Linked DNA regions of Mus musculus: all the other regions are linked to region 1. A link is a contact called in public Hi-C, HiChIP or PLAC-seq and capture Hi-C data. All regions are on one chromosome and are shown on one strand. Each heading gives the region's core, a stretch centred on a gene start, on an enhancer-like site or on the middle of the called end of the contact. The rest is flanking DNA. Distances are from core to core; before and after follow the strand shown.

Region 1 (2,909 bases), core at 85-2,584:
ATTTTTCTGTCCAGACATCTCCCAGGAATCTTCCTCTCACCCAGATTAAACTGCAAGGCCACTTAGAATCTTCCCACCATTAATCCCATCTCATTCTTTCCATCGCTCATCTCTCTCCACCCCTGATGAGCTCACTATGGCTTCTGAACACATCAAACACCAACCTGTCTGATCTATTGTACCTACAACTCCTTCCTATTACCAACAACTGGTCCCCTAATAATCATTCAAGTCCTTCGTCCTTTGAGGATTATATTTAGACATAGGATATATCCAGAATCCATCTTCTGTTTTGTGATGTCCAGACCTAGGATGTGTATATTGTGACAAAAACTGCTGGGCTTCTCAGTGCTTCTCGAGAGGCACAGGAAAGAGAACCAGGTGGAAGATATAATGTAAATCATTAAGCACTACCATATTTGTGTATGTATAAATAAGTAGACATTTTATATTACTGGTTTCTGAAACTACAGAAACCATTAATGAGGAAGTGTAACAACCAACCAGATATCTAATTGTTAAAGAATTCTGCTATTAGAACACGACTCTAGGAAACTGTTCTCCACTGGTTTCTTTTAATCTCTGTCACAACTGGAAAACACAGCTTAAAATGGTAACGAACACACACACACACACACACACACACACACACACACACACATACCACCTACTGACGCTGTGAATCCTCTAAGGCAGGGCTATTAGAGTGGGAATGGAGGCAAAATGTCTCAATCTTAAAGTATGAGGAGAGGTCCATTTTCTAAGAAAACTAACGCCATGCCATGAGCTGGCTTCCAGAGCAGAGGAAAAGAAGTCACTTTTACCCACACCACAGACTGGTCCTTAGACCAGCAGAGTGTGCATCACCAAGGACCCCACCCCTGACTTAATAAATGTGAAATTCTCCTGAATTCATGCTGATCAGTCCTGGTTTAAAACTGGAATTCTGACAGCCACTGTCCTAAATATTCAGGTCTGGGGGGGCGGGGGGGAGGGGCCTCATGACCAATCAGTGCTGGGATAAATACCAGAGAACTCTCTGCACATCTTCCAGCAAACGGAAATGCTGTTCCAGAGAGGTTCCTACACTTTGCTGTATTTAAGACTCCCTCAATTAATTGTTCCCAATTCAAAGGCCTGAAGGTCCTTTTTACCTTTTGCCCGCAACTGTCGAAGCCTGAATTTGAGGCCCAGCAGAGGTCGCTGACGCCCAGGAAGAGAGACAGAGTGAGCGTTGCAAGGGGAGCCCAGGAGCTTTGACATCATACTAAGCTCCTCCTTGCACGCGCACATCACACACACACACACACACACACACACACACACACACACACACACACACACACACACACACACAAATACAGACACACACAAAACGCTGTATCCCTCTCCTCACGCTCTCCCCCATCCCATCTGCCCCGTACCTCCCCCTCCCTCGGCAAGTGAGTGTCCCGGGCGTAGCCACCTAGTCTGGCCAGAAGCGCAGCGCCTACTGCCCATGGGAACCCACGCATAACAGGAGCGACCTCCGCGTCTGCAGCGGGACCGATAGTCCCAGCACCGAGGATCTCCAGCACCCCACCCCCGCCCCGCTCGGCCGCGACAAGCAGAGCCGCCACCCCTTCCAAACCCGAGGACCCCGCCACCTCTATGAGAGAAGGCGACACGGGGCAAAGGAACAGGACGCCTGGCAGCCGGACTCCCCCGCAAGTGCGCGGCGCCCGCTCCGCGACCGCGCCGCGATCACCCGGGAAGCCCGATGCCAGCGCCGCGCTTCGGCTGAGAGGGGACAGGGCGGGTTTCTCCCGCTCGTCCCGGATCCGGTCTCCGCAGCGTCTGCGCGTCCCAGCCGGAGCTCCGCCGGCCAGGGAGTGAGTCGCAGCGACAGGAGAACCAGAGTGGCTGCCCGGGGTTGGCCGGGGCAGGGAAAGGAGGGACGGAGCGGGGGGAGGGCGCAGGGGGCGGGGAGGGGACCCCGGAGGAGAGAGATGACAATGTCTCTCATCCAAGCGTGCCGCAGTCTGGCTCTCTCAACATGGCTGCTTTCCTTTTGTTTCGTGCATCTGCTCTGCCTGGACTTCACCGTGGCGGAGAAGGAGGAATGGTACACCGCCTTCGTGAACATCACCTATTTGGAGCCCGAGCCCGGGGCCGCGGTGGCGGGCAGCGGTGGCGGCGCGGAGCTGCACACGGAGAAGAGCGAGTGCGGGCGATACGGGGAGCACTCGCCCAAGCAGGACGCGCGCGGCGAGGTGGTCATGGCCAGCTCGGCCCAAGACCGCCTGGCTTGCGACCCCAACACCAAGTTCGCCGCGCCGGCCCACGGCAAGCACTGGATAGCCCTCATCCCCAAGGGCAACTGCACGTACAGGGATAAGATCCGGAACGCGTTCCTGCAGAACGCCTCCGCTGTGGTCATCTTTAACGTGGGCTCCAACACAAACGAGACCATCACCATGCCCCACGCAGGTGAGCAACCCGGGGGGTGCCTGGCGGACGTGGGGGAGGGGAGCCCGAGAAGCGTCTAGGGAGATCTAGCACCGCCTCCGGGGCACCTCTGGCTGAGAAGTCCGTGCAGCACCAGAGACCAGTCTCTTATGTATGAACCTATTAAGTTTTGTTGTGCGTCGCTTGGGGGACAGGTTACAAGCATGAGAGGTTTCAGTATGTTGGGGGAGTATCGGAGAGTCTGGTTCGGGAGAGGGTTCAAGCTGTGGAGTGTCTTCTCCCAGGAGAATTTGGAAAGTGAGATTTGGGAAACAGGGCTGAGATATTGTTCTTGTTAGTGACCCGTTTCAGCACCTGTTTGGAACCGGAAGTTCTAATAACTTGTCTCTGCGCTTCGTTGTGTGTATCAGATATACATACCTGGTGCAAGTGTTTGTGTATCAAGAGGCAGGTCAACTTAC
Region 2 (3,251 bases), core at 724-3,223, 280 kb after region 1:
ATCAAATGCTATGTCTCAAACTGCTTAAGTTACATAGGAAATGTTCAGATCAAATACCCCTGAAGAAAAATCCATGGAAACCAGCCAGTGATGCTATTTTGGTCCCAAGATCACTAAGATTCTTCTGAAGATTATTTACTATGACCAAGTCAAATTGATTTTAGGTGGCAGATCAGACACAGAGAAGAGATAAGGTGCGGGGTGGGGAAGCGTATGGGAGGAGCAGCGGTGTCAAAAGAGACATTGGGGCATTCACTCCCAATCACAGACATTGCTCTTGTGCACCTTAGCAGCTGTGCACTTTGTTTCTCAGCTTGTGGAACTGGCAAAATCCCTCCACCATTCATCCCTTCCTGAGGGCTGGTTTGGGAAAAGGTCTTCAGCATCCAGGGCCCTACAAGTATGACAATGTGTATGCAGGCCTTAAAAATGAGGAGCCTTCACCAGGGAGTCTATGAGGGTGAGTCTAGCTGAAACTCCTAGCACTGGGGGATATGACGGCTAAAGTGACCACCTCCTGCAGCCAGGCAGACTCCTCAGTGGAAGGATAAGGGCACCAACCCACCCACAAAACCTTGCCCTGCCTACAAGAAGTGCAGGGACCAGGATGGAGCAGAGACTGAGCAAATGTTCAACCAATGCCTAGCCTCAACTAGTGAGACCCATCCCATGGCTGAGAACCAATTTCTATTAATAATATTCTGTTAGGCTTGCAGGCAGGAGCCTAGCATAATTGTCCTTCGAGAGGCTCCACTCAGCAACTTACTGAAACAGATGCAGAGACCCACAGCTAAGCATTAAACAGAGCTCAGAAAGTCTTGTGGAGGAGTTGGGTGAAGGATTGAGGGACCTGGAGGACAGGGACTCCACAGGAAGACCAACAGTCAACTAACCTGGACCCTTGGGAACTCCCAAAGACTGAACTACCAACCAAAGAGCATGCATGAGTTGGGTTTAGCTCCCCCATACACACACACACACACACACACACACACACACACACACACACACACACTCACACACACACACACACGTAGCAGACGTGCAGCTTGGTCTTCGTACTGGAGCAAGGCCTACCCTGATTCTGCTGATTGCCTGTGGATCCCATTCCCCTAACTGGGCTGCCTTGTCTGGCCTCAGTGGGAAAGGATGTGCCTGGTCCTTCAATGGCTTGAGGTGCCAGGGTAGATTGGTATCCAGGGGGACCTCCCCCTTCTCAGATGAGAAAGGGAGAGAGCTATGGGGAAAAGGGGTGTGTGAGGGGGTGACTTGGAGGAGAGGGGGGATGTGATCAGGATATAAAGTAAATAAATAATTAATGGAAAGAATAAGGATCCTTCAAATCATCATAACTGAGCTGGGTATGTAGCTCAGTTGGTAGAGTTCTGGTCTAGGGTACAAGAAGTCTGGATTCAGTATCCAGTATGGCACAGGGGAAGCATGGTGGTCCCCTGGAATCTCATCATTTAGGAGATGGAGACTGAAGGATTATAAATTCAAGGTCATCTTCACCTACATACTAAGTTTGAAGCCAGCCTAGGATACATGAGTGTCTGTCTCAAAAAAACAAACCAAAACAAAAAACAACAACAAAGTAGGCAGAGCTCAGACACCCGTCAGTACAGAAAGCTTTGAGAAGGAAAGGCACAGCCACATTTCTTTGTGTCCGTCGTGTGATTCTTTTTCCTGTGAAGATGTGACACAAATGCCCACTCATTCGAAAGGGCACAGTTCCAATAAGAGATAAAAGAAAGAATGGCACCACAGTCCAGCGTGGAATCAGCCAGCTTGCTGGGATTCCTCCCAGGAGTGTGCATAAGATGCTCACAGGAACAGAGATGATGCTAAGGAACTTCATGGCAGAGAAGTCCATAGCTCCGATGACAGCTGCCAAGGCTGCAAGCCCAGAGCTCTCTGCAGGAACTACAAGCAGCTAGACTGGTCAGAAAGGCTCCTCAGAGCACTCTGCTCTCTCCCCATTGCCAAACCCCAACAGCTCTTCACACTGCTTCCTTATCCTTGGCAGGGGTGGGGGCCCTCTGGTGAACCTTGGTTTCAGCTTTCCCAGGATGTGGGAGGTTTGTTTACTCCTTGAGTCTCCTGAGTATGTCTCCTTCCTGGAAGGAAACTGCTAGATGTCACTGTCCAGTCCAAAAACTAGGTAACTAGTTTATCAGGCACTGCCTTCTATGGGCCTTCCCTTGCTAGACAATTACAGGCAGTTGTTGAAACAGCATTGAAAGTTCACATAAATACCTCCACCAGTTGGTCACGTTACAGGGATTATTAGTAAATTCTTCATTTTTTCCATCACTTGTGTAAATCTCATTTTCCTATCCTGGGTTTTGCTATGTTAATAAAACAGGATTTCAAAGTCCACAAAGCAAGATAACAGAACTTAACGACTAGAATTCAGTGTTCTAGCATGAAATAGGGTCTCCCAAACAGAGTCTAAGTAATATATTCTACTACATGTACCACATGCCACAGATGACACCCTCATAGGCAGCTGGTGGTCTTTTGATGTGAGTATATCCCTGCCCCTTTAGAACATCATTGCTGGAAGCCTTAATTTACTTTGACAGGGATCAGGAAGAAATGTCAGCCCTCTGTTTCGAATTCAGTCTTACCCAGCCCCTAAGGGGAACCAAAAGAGGAACACACAACCATGGTGGGGAGGAGGTAGACCAGCAAGTACATGCACCTTCGTAAACATCACCTCCAGACACCACTGTGTCCCACACACAGGCACACAACAGCTTCCCCTCTGTATCCTGAGGCCCAGCCAGCCTCTGCTTCTGCCCTGGTCATTTCACAGGAAGCAGTTGACTTCCTCACAGACAGCACACTTGCCGTTTCACTGACTCGAACTAATAGCTGCAACCTCCAATATCTTCCTTATGTGCCAAGAGCTGGAGTACTGTAAGTACTGTAGTCATTTGCCTATCGCACTCTTAGCTAGGAAGTCCAACTGGGATTGGACACAACATTCCTCAAGAACCCAGATGTCTTCATATTGGTACAGTTCTTTCTGCCTTGAGTTTCCTTTGCTTCTATCCCTTTAAAATAGAAGCGACAATTCAAGACATGTTTTTAAAGTATAACTTCATGTCACTGGCCTCATTTCCACATCATCAGCTTGCTCCCTGTCAGGGTGGAAGGTGTCCCTAGTTAATCACGATGCATCATCTGCCCCATGTCAAGCACACAGCTTCATTACTCACACACAGCCAGACACAGTGGGCACACGG
Region 3 (3,318 bases), core at 769-3,268, 430 kb after region 1:
TGGTTCCCAGGGCTCCGAGTGCCATTCCTCTAAGACCATAGCTTGGTTCCTCATGCTTTGTTCCTGTCTCCTTTCAATCCGGCTGTGCTCATTCCCACAGAAAGTTACCAGTTCCTTCACTACCCTACTAACCACCTCCGATACCTCTCAGCTTTGATTCTCTGATGCAAGTAGCATGACGCTTCCTATGGGATCATGATGCAAGCAGCATGATGTTTTAATGAAAACATCAATGCCATTTTCTCCTAATAATCCTAAAACGGAAAGTTGCCATCTTATAAAGAGTATTTACTTGCCAACTGCTTTGTGACAATCAAGTGGAAACATTGCCAAGACTGCGGCCATCTTCTCAAGTGTAGAGTCATTTTCTAATAATCTCTGACTCCATAGTAACCCTTTCTTAAGCTGTATTATCTGGTTAGATGTGTCATTCATGTGAGCACAGTTTACGATCTACCAAGCCCTGCACAACATATAAGATGAACTCACATGCAGAAAGGATGCTCACAGACTGCCGTTTATTATACTGTTGTTGCTGCTGCTGTTTGGGGGTTTATTCTAGCCTCGGCAGCCCTGGCTGTCCTAGAACTCACTCTGTAGACCAGGCTGGCCTCAAACTCACAAAGACCCCTTGCTGCTTTGGCCTCTGCCTCCCTGGTGCTGGGATTAAAGGTGTGTGTCACCACCACTAGGCTGCTTATTACACTTTTCATCCATAGGTCTTGCAGCTTCCTGCCCCTGCCCCTCTTTTCTCCCCGCCCCCCATTCAGTTTCCCAGCCCCCAGGCATTCTGCTCCCCTCCATATCATTGTCTTCACACACACCACTGACTGCTCATCACTGCTGTTCTGGCTCAAGTTCCAGGTGTGTATTTTATTGTGGAAGCTCCCAGGACTAGGTTCTTGCTTAGTGTGCACGCTTGCCCCTTTAAATGTGGTGTCCAGGGGTGTTGTCTCTTACATGCCCCAATCCAGGAGATGAGTCCCACCTCCTTCACTCTCCTGGGACCACGCTGAGTAGCAGAACCTGGCCAACCAGGGAGGATACAGAGAACAGGCATCGGCTCCAGCCTGCTCTCTTTCTCACCATTTCTTACGTAGTATTTTTTTTAAAGCTTTTCAAATACAAATCTTTGCTCAAAGATAGAAGTAAGAAACACCCCCCCCCCACACACACACACACCAACAAACCACCTTACAATGTCTGAACTGGCACTAGGGATAACAAGAGTTCAAATCTGGGACTATATTTGACACAATCACAAACCAAAGCTAGAGGACTTTCTCAGGGTCACGAAGCTGGTCAGATGGCTTGGTTGCATCTGCAGCCAACCAACCCTCTGTCCTTCCAGGGCTCCTGCTAAGAACTATTCAAAGGAGCAAGGGCTGGCTTATGAGCTTAGTTGATCTCGCCCAACTAAAAGTGACCACACGATGCACTCACTTTCTCGAAAAAGTTTAGGGCGTTATTAGTTTTTGCATGGATTCCCTCCCCTCCCACATCCTCATCCCCACCCCATCCAGTCACCCAAATCTGAAGGTGACATTTGAAAAGGAATGTAAAGAAAGGGACATTCAGAATTGAAAGGAGAAGAATCAGTAGCCAAGTAGATGCATGGGAAGGGGGCCCGGGACTGGGACGTTCATCCTACAGCTATTCTAGCTGTGGAACTTTTCAGCAAAATCTCGGAGGAGATCAGATCGCGCTTATTCAAGGGAACCAGCCCCTGCTCTGCGCCCTGGTCCAAGGCTGTTGAAGAGTGACAAAAGGCACCACGCTGCGGGGACGCGGGTGAAGCCCCTCTGTGTGTCCTCTGGGCATAATCAGGAACTGGTGCCAAATCAGAGGTGATGTGGCCAGGGCTTTGGGAGTGACGCGCGGCTGGGAGGCTTGCGCACCCAAGGCACGCCCCTGCCAAGTCCCACTAGCAGCTCTTTGGAGACCTGGGCCGGCTCAGCCACTTCCCCCAGTCCCTCCTCCGGCAAGGGGCTATATAGATCTCCCAGGTCAGGGCGCAGAAGTGCCGGGCAATCTGGGCTTAACGGGTCCTCCCTGCCCGAGCAAGAGGAAGGGACGCTCACCTTTGAGCTGCTCCACAGCGCCGCCTCTGCACTGGCACTACCTAGCCCAGGTGGCTCTGCAGGAGTCCGAAGTCGCGGGTTTCGTGCCCGCATCAGGCAACAGTGCCACTGTTGTCTTCAGGGCTGAGTCCTTTTGTTCTTGCACTCACGCCTCTCTGCCCTCCAAGCCAGGATGGTGAACCCGACAACTTCCGAAGTGCAACCCACCATGGGGGTCAAGATCTTCTCAGCCGGAGTTTCAGCTTGCCTGGCAGATATCATCACCTTCCCGCTGGACACTGCCAAAGTCCGCCTTCAGGTAGAGTTAGTGACATTGATGAGGCTTCTCCAAGCAGGACTGCTGTGGGCATCCCTGTGATGTGTGCTACGGTTTAACCACTCTTCCTCAGGGTGGCTCTGTCTTGGGAATGGGTGCTATTAGGAAGGAAATGGGGCCCTTGGATTGGCTGAAGAACCGCTGTTGATGGGTTAAAAATGGCCTCTGCCAAATCCTTCATAAGGCAATGGTGTCCTGAGCATGTGGGGTCTAAATAATAATAATAATTCAAATCCCTCAGAGTTTACAGGCCTGGCGCTTTTACCTTTCTTTGATTTGGGGCACGGGGTGGTGTACTATCCCATCCTGCTTTTAGGGGCTCTGGAGATTTCCTGGGTACCTTGTTTAGGTGTTTGGAGCCTGCATTGTAGCAAGCTCCACCTCTGAGATGGATAGATGATAGATAGATTAGATAGAAAGAAAGATAGATAGATAGATAGATAGATAGATAGATAGATAGATAGATAGATAGATAGATAGACAGAGACAGAGGGAGAGATGAGAATATGGGGTAGTATGCAAGAGAGGTGTTGAGAAGGGGAAATTATAAAAAAGATACTTACCTAGGGTATACACCAGTTTTTTTTTTTTTTTTTTAGTCCCCCTGTCAGGTGGGATCCCCCCTTCCTTAATGGACAGCCACTTCTCTCTGACCCACACTTTTCTGATTTCCAGATCCAAGGTGAAGGCCAGGCTTCCAGTACCATTAGGTATAAAGGTGTCCTAGGGACCATCACCACCCTGGCAAAAACAGAAGGATTGCCGAAACTGTACAGCGGTCTGCCTGCGGGCATTCAGAGGCAAATCAGCTTTGCCTCACTCAGGATTGGCCTCTACGACTCAGTCCAAGAGTACTTCTCTTCAGGGAGAGAAAGTAAGGAAATATGCATACCAGTTCTTCACCTGTTTATATCTGTGAAA
Region 4 (3,044 bases), core at 293-2,792, 450 kb after region 1:
CAATATCTGTAATGTACAAAGGAGGATTTAAGGACTGTGACATTAACCAAACCATGACAATATGTTCTTAACATCATTAGAGATTTTTTTCTGCCAGAAAATAATTACTTATTATTATTATTATTACTTCCTCTTTCATACTTCAAGTATGCTTTTTGTTACATATGCTGATAAAGAGTTAAATCAGTTCAAGATCTAGGCTGCTCAAAGATTAAAATACATGCATAAGTACTTTTAGCACAAAAGTTAAAGACTAACACAGCTGCTTTCCATGGAGGACTTCACACTATAATACAGTGGACAACAATGGTAACCATGGGCTCCTTGTTAGGGTTTTGGTACACAATGCATCCTAAAACCTGGGTGACAAAAGATTTCTCAAAAATGAAATTACTGTATTACCAGGGTCAACAAGTCCCCTATAAGAAATCAATTATTAAATTCCTATAATACTGAAAAGCTGAATCCTTTCTAGTATTATAAAACAAAGCTACTTTTAAAAAAAGTTTTATCTTCCTTAAGGAAAAGCAATTTGAACCCATGCTCTGCAACACAGTGCTATACAACACTCCAGCTGTGGCTCTCTGATGGGACATCCGTACTGCACATGACTTTCTCATGCTTGCTCTCTCCCCCCAACCCCACAAGTGGGAAGACAGGCTTGACAGAAAACATGAACAAATTGTGAGAAAACAGCAAACTTTCCGCTATCACACAAGCTAGTCTTTAAATACCTGATATTAAAAGATGTGCAAAACAGCACCATGTTTTAGGTTAACCTATCATGTTGTAGACTGGTTTCCACGGGACGTACTCAGTGCTTCTAAGTCCAATCATCTTTCTTATCTTTAGGCTCTTTTTGTTTTGCTCTGAGAACAAATTGCTAAAGCATGCCAAGAGGAAACCACCCCATTAGAATCCCCTCACATAGAATCCTCGACAATACTTGCTGCCCTCCTGAGACTTTGGAGAATAAAGCTATACAAAAATGCACAGTCATGATCCAGGCTATGGTAGCATGTCCCAGCCCACTAACCCAGGTCCCTACAATATTACCCAGAAACACCAGAGTCAAATCAAGGGCAAGCAAAAGTGAACAGCAGGTCAAACACACCAATGATAGGGAACAGATGTCTAAAAAGCTCTCGGTTTTCTTCTTGTGTAAGTTTCAAAGACAGTTTTATCGAAAAAGAAACTATGTTTCAAATGCAGTCCAGATTTTCTCAGCAGAGGCACCTCCTTTCTAAACACACAGGCGGGGTTCTCCCAGGGGGCTCTGAGGAAGGTTCCTTCTACAGCTGATAAAAACAAATACTGACCTGGAGTAAATGCCTAGACTCCTTAGGATAAAACCTCCCACACGGGCTACTTATAAGTAAGAAGCAGCCATCAGTACTGCCACGTCTCGGTTCTTTAGTCAGTGACCAGAAAAATCAAAAGGAAGCCATGATTGTCCACCTTCCCTGACAGAGTCATGTGCCCTCTGCTCCAAGGACAGGACATCTTGACAAGAGCTAAAGACACAAAGAAAGCCTCAGAGGGCACCCTGTGCTGATTTGCCTAGAAATAAAAAGACAAAGGGCATTCAAAAGCCACTTCCAGAGCAAACAATGACCCTGCAGAATTTTCAAAAAGACACCAGCTTGGGAGCACCACACATAAAATGACAACAGACTTGTGCACATTGTGATCAATTGGCTAACTATAAATATACCTGATTTATACTTTTAAACTAACAGGCTAAGACCCAAGTTCCAAACTGTAGTTCATGTACCTCCGGAAGGGCTCTTTGGAAGGGTAAGGGACCTTTGGAGAACAGTGTATAAACAACTGTAAACATACACTGATTGTCCGCTAGCTTTCTTAAATAGAGTTTCTGAAGTATTTTTGTAGGAAATTATATGAGTGTAGTTAATCAGATAATTTCTATAATAACATATAAATTCTGTTGTGTGTGCAAAATGTGGTAGAAAGTGAAGATACACGGATGGTTCATGTTTTCAAAGTGAGCACAGCATTGCAATCCATCAAGAGTCCTTTGATCCGCTCGTGAAACTTCTCTCTGTACAAGTTGAAGTACATAATGCTTTCTGGCTCTTCCTCAAGCCAAAACTTGTCAAATTCATAGACAAGGTAACCTGCAAGTAAAAACACACAAATACATGTCCACAGGAGTAAAATCATCTATTTAGACCATCTTCAGAAAGTATATACGCATCTTGGGTCAGGGAGACAGCTTGGTGAATAAGGCTGCTTGTCACACCAGCCAGACAATCTGAGTTCAAATATAGACAGTAATGTTTAAAGTGCACTTAGAGATCATCTTCCATTATTCTCTTGGATAGCAAAGATCTTAAACAATAAAATGATAAGCATAAACTCTGTATTCAGAGGCATTAGGTTAAAAGCTCTATATTCTGCCTCGCTGAGTGTTAGAATTGCTCTTGGTCAGGTCTGGTTCTGACCCCGATACTCACAGTAAAACTGGTGGAAGTGCTCCATCGTTGGTACCCCAGGGACAAAGTTGTAGAGGTGAAGCTTCAGGGCCTCGCTCTTCAGTAAGCTATAAGCCATCTCTGTAAGGTTGATTCCAACTATTGCATAAGAATACCTACGTCAGAAACATTGCCAGTTACACAGCTAGCTGACGCTCGTAACAGCTTACAGCATGTAAAGAGCTCATTAGTCCACTCCAAACTGTCTCTACTGCACTCCTGACACAGGGCCTACTTTGCAGTAACCTCTCTGAACTCAGACAGTGAGAAAGATCAAAGTGCTTGTTGTTTTGTTTTGTTTGTTTGTTTGTTTTCAAGACAGGGTTTCTCAGTAGCCCTGGCTGTCCTGGAACTTACTCTGTAGACCAGGCTGGCCTTGAACTCACAAATCTGCCTGCCTCTGCCTCCCAAGTGCTGGGATTAAAGGCGTGCGCCACCACCGCCCCGCAAAGTGCTTGTTTTTTTGAAGACTGTTGTTTTCTGAATAGAAGCTAAGAAGTAAAAATAAAAGTTCTGACTGCAACATTTAAATACAATGAGGGACACCCA

Evidence for each region. Hi-C and Micro-C count contacts between places; a contact is called where the count stands out from the background. HiChIP or PLAC-seq counts read pairs in DNA pulled down with a chosen protein or histone mark. Capture Hi-C pulls out chosen DNA fragments and counts their contacts.
Region 2: a Hi-C map of bone marrow-derived macrophages shows a contact between it and region 1, with 24 read pairs. The contact joins the enhancer-like site here to the promoter of Rnf150 in region 1. A contact is called at or near these places in 4 of 39 promoter capture datasets (the 3T3-L1 cell line, liver, pre-B cells and 1 more), 4 of 484 Hi-C or Micro-C datasets (the N1E-115 cell line, bone marrow-derived macrophages, cerebellum and 1 more), 6 of 115 datasets of contacts at active chromatin or transcription factors (the 230-238 cell line, embryonic midbrain, embryonic stem cells and 3 more) and 4 of 9 other capture datasets (bone marrow-derived macrophages, embryonic stem cells, liver and 1 more).
Region 3: a capture Hi-C map of embryonic stem cells shows a contact between it and region 1, with 6 times the contacts expected there. The contact joins the promoter of Ucp1 here to the promoter of Rnf150 in region 1. A contact is called at or near these places in 12 of 39 promoter capture datasets (the 3T3-L1 cell line, the C10 cell line, the HPC-7 cell line and 7 more), 1 of 484 Hi-C or Micro-C datasets (bone marrow-derived macrophages), 9 of 115 datasets of contacts at active chromatin or transcription factors (bone marrow-derived macrophages, embryonic forebrain, embryonic hindbrain and 5 more) and 3 of 9 other capture datasets (embryonic stem cells, liver and macrophages).
Region 4: a contact with region 1 is called in an H3K4me3 HiChIP or PLAC-seq map of embryonic stem cells, with 8 times the contacts expected there. The contact joins the enhancer-like site here to the promoter of Rnf150 in region 1. A contact is called at or near these places in 4 of 39 promoter capture datasets (HPC-7-derived erythroid cells, embryonic stem cells, maxillary cranial neural crest and 1 more), 4 of 484 Hi-C or Micro-C datasets (bone marrow-derived macrophages, conventional dendritic cells, embryonic stem cells and 1 more), 12 of 115 datasets of contacts at active chromatin or transcription factors (craniofacial prominence, embryonic forebrain, embryonic stem cells and 4 more) and 2 of 9 other capture datasets (embryonic stem cells and liver).

Annotation. Positions count from the first base shown.
Region 1 is chr8:82,862,022-82,864,930 of GRCm38.p6, forward strand. Rnf150 (ring finger protein 150) reads left to right here and starts at 1,335. Exons shown (of 7, transcript NM_177378.4): 1 at 1,335-2,469. The coding sequence starts at 1,989.
Region 2 is chr8:83,138,253-83,141,503 of GRCm38.p6, forward strand. No RefSeq gene overlaps it. Among named protein-coding and RNA genes, the nearest start is that of Tbc1d9, 25 kb to the right of the region's middle. Within about 2 kb of position 1,974, at least 89 of the 459 cell types and tissues checked have an H3K27ac peak or open chromatin away from gene starts, as enhancers often do. A contact at or near this core is called in the 230-238 cell line, bone marrow-derived macrophages and pro-B cells, where this site is marked.
Region 3 is chr8:83,288,330-83,291,647 of GRCm38.p6, forward strand. It overlaps Ucp1 (uncoupling protein 1 (mitochondrial, proton carrier)), which reads left to right and starts at 2,019. Exons shown (of 6, transcript NM_009463.3): 1 at 2,019-2,379; 2 at 3,073-3,271. The coding sequence starts at 2,254.
Region 4 is chr8:83,314,324-83,317,367 of GRCm38.p6, forward strand. It overlaps Elmod2 (ELMO/CED-12 domain containing 2), which reads right to left. Exons shown (of 9, transcript NM_178736.5): 8 at 2,478-2,611; 9 at 1-2,138. The coding sequence ends at 1,993. Among named protein-coding and RNA genes, the nearest start is that of Elmod2, 17 kb to the right of the region's middle. Within about 2 kb of position 1,543, at least 11 of the 459 cell types and tissues checked have an H3K27ac peak or open chromatin away from gene starts, as enhancers often do. A contact at or near this core is called in craniofacial prominence and embryonic stem cells, where this site is marked.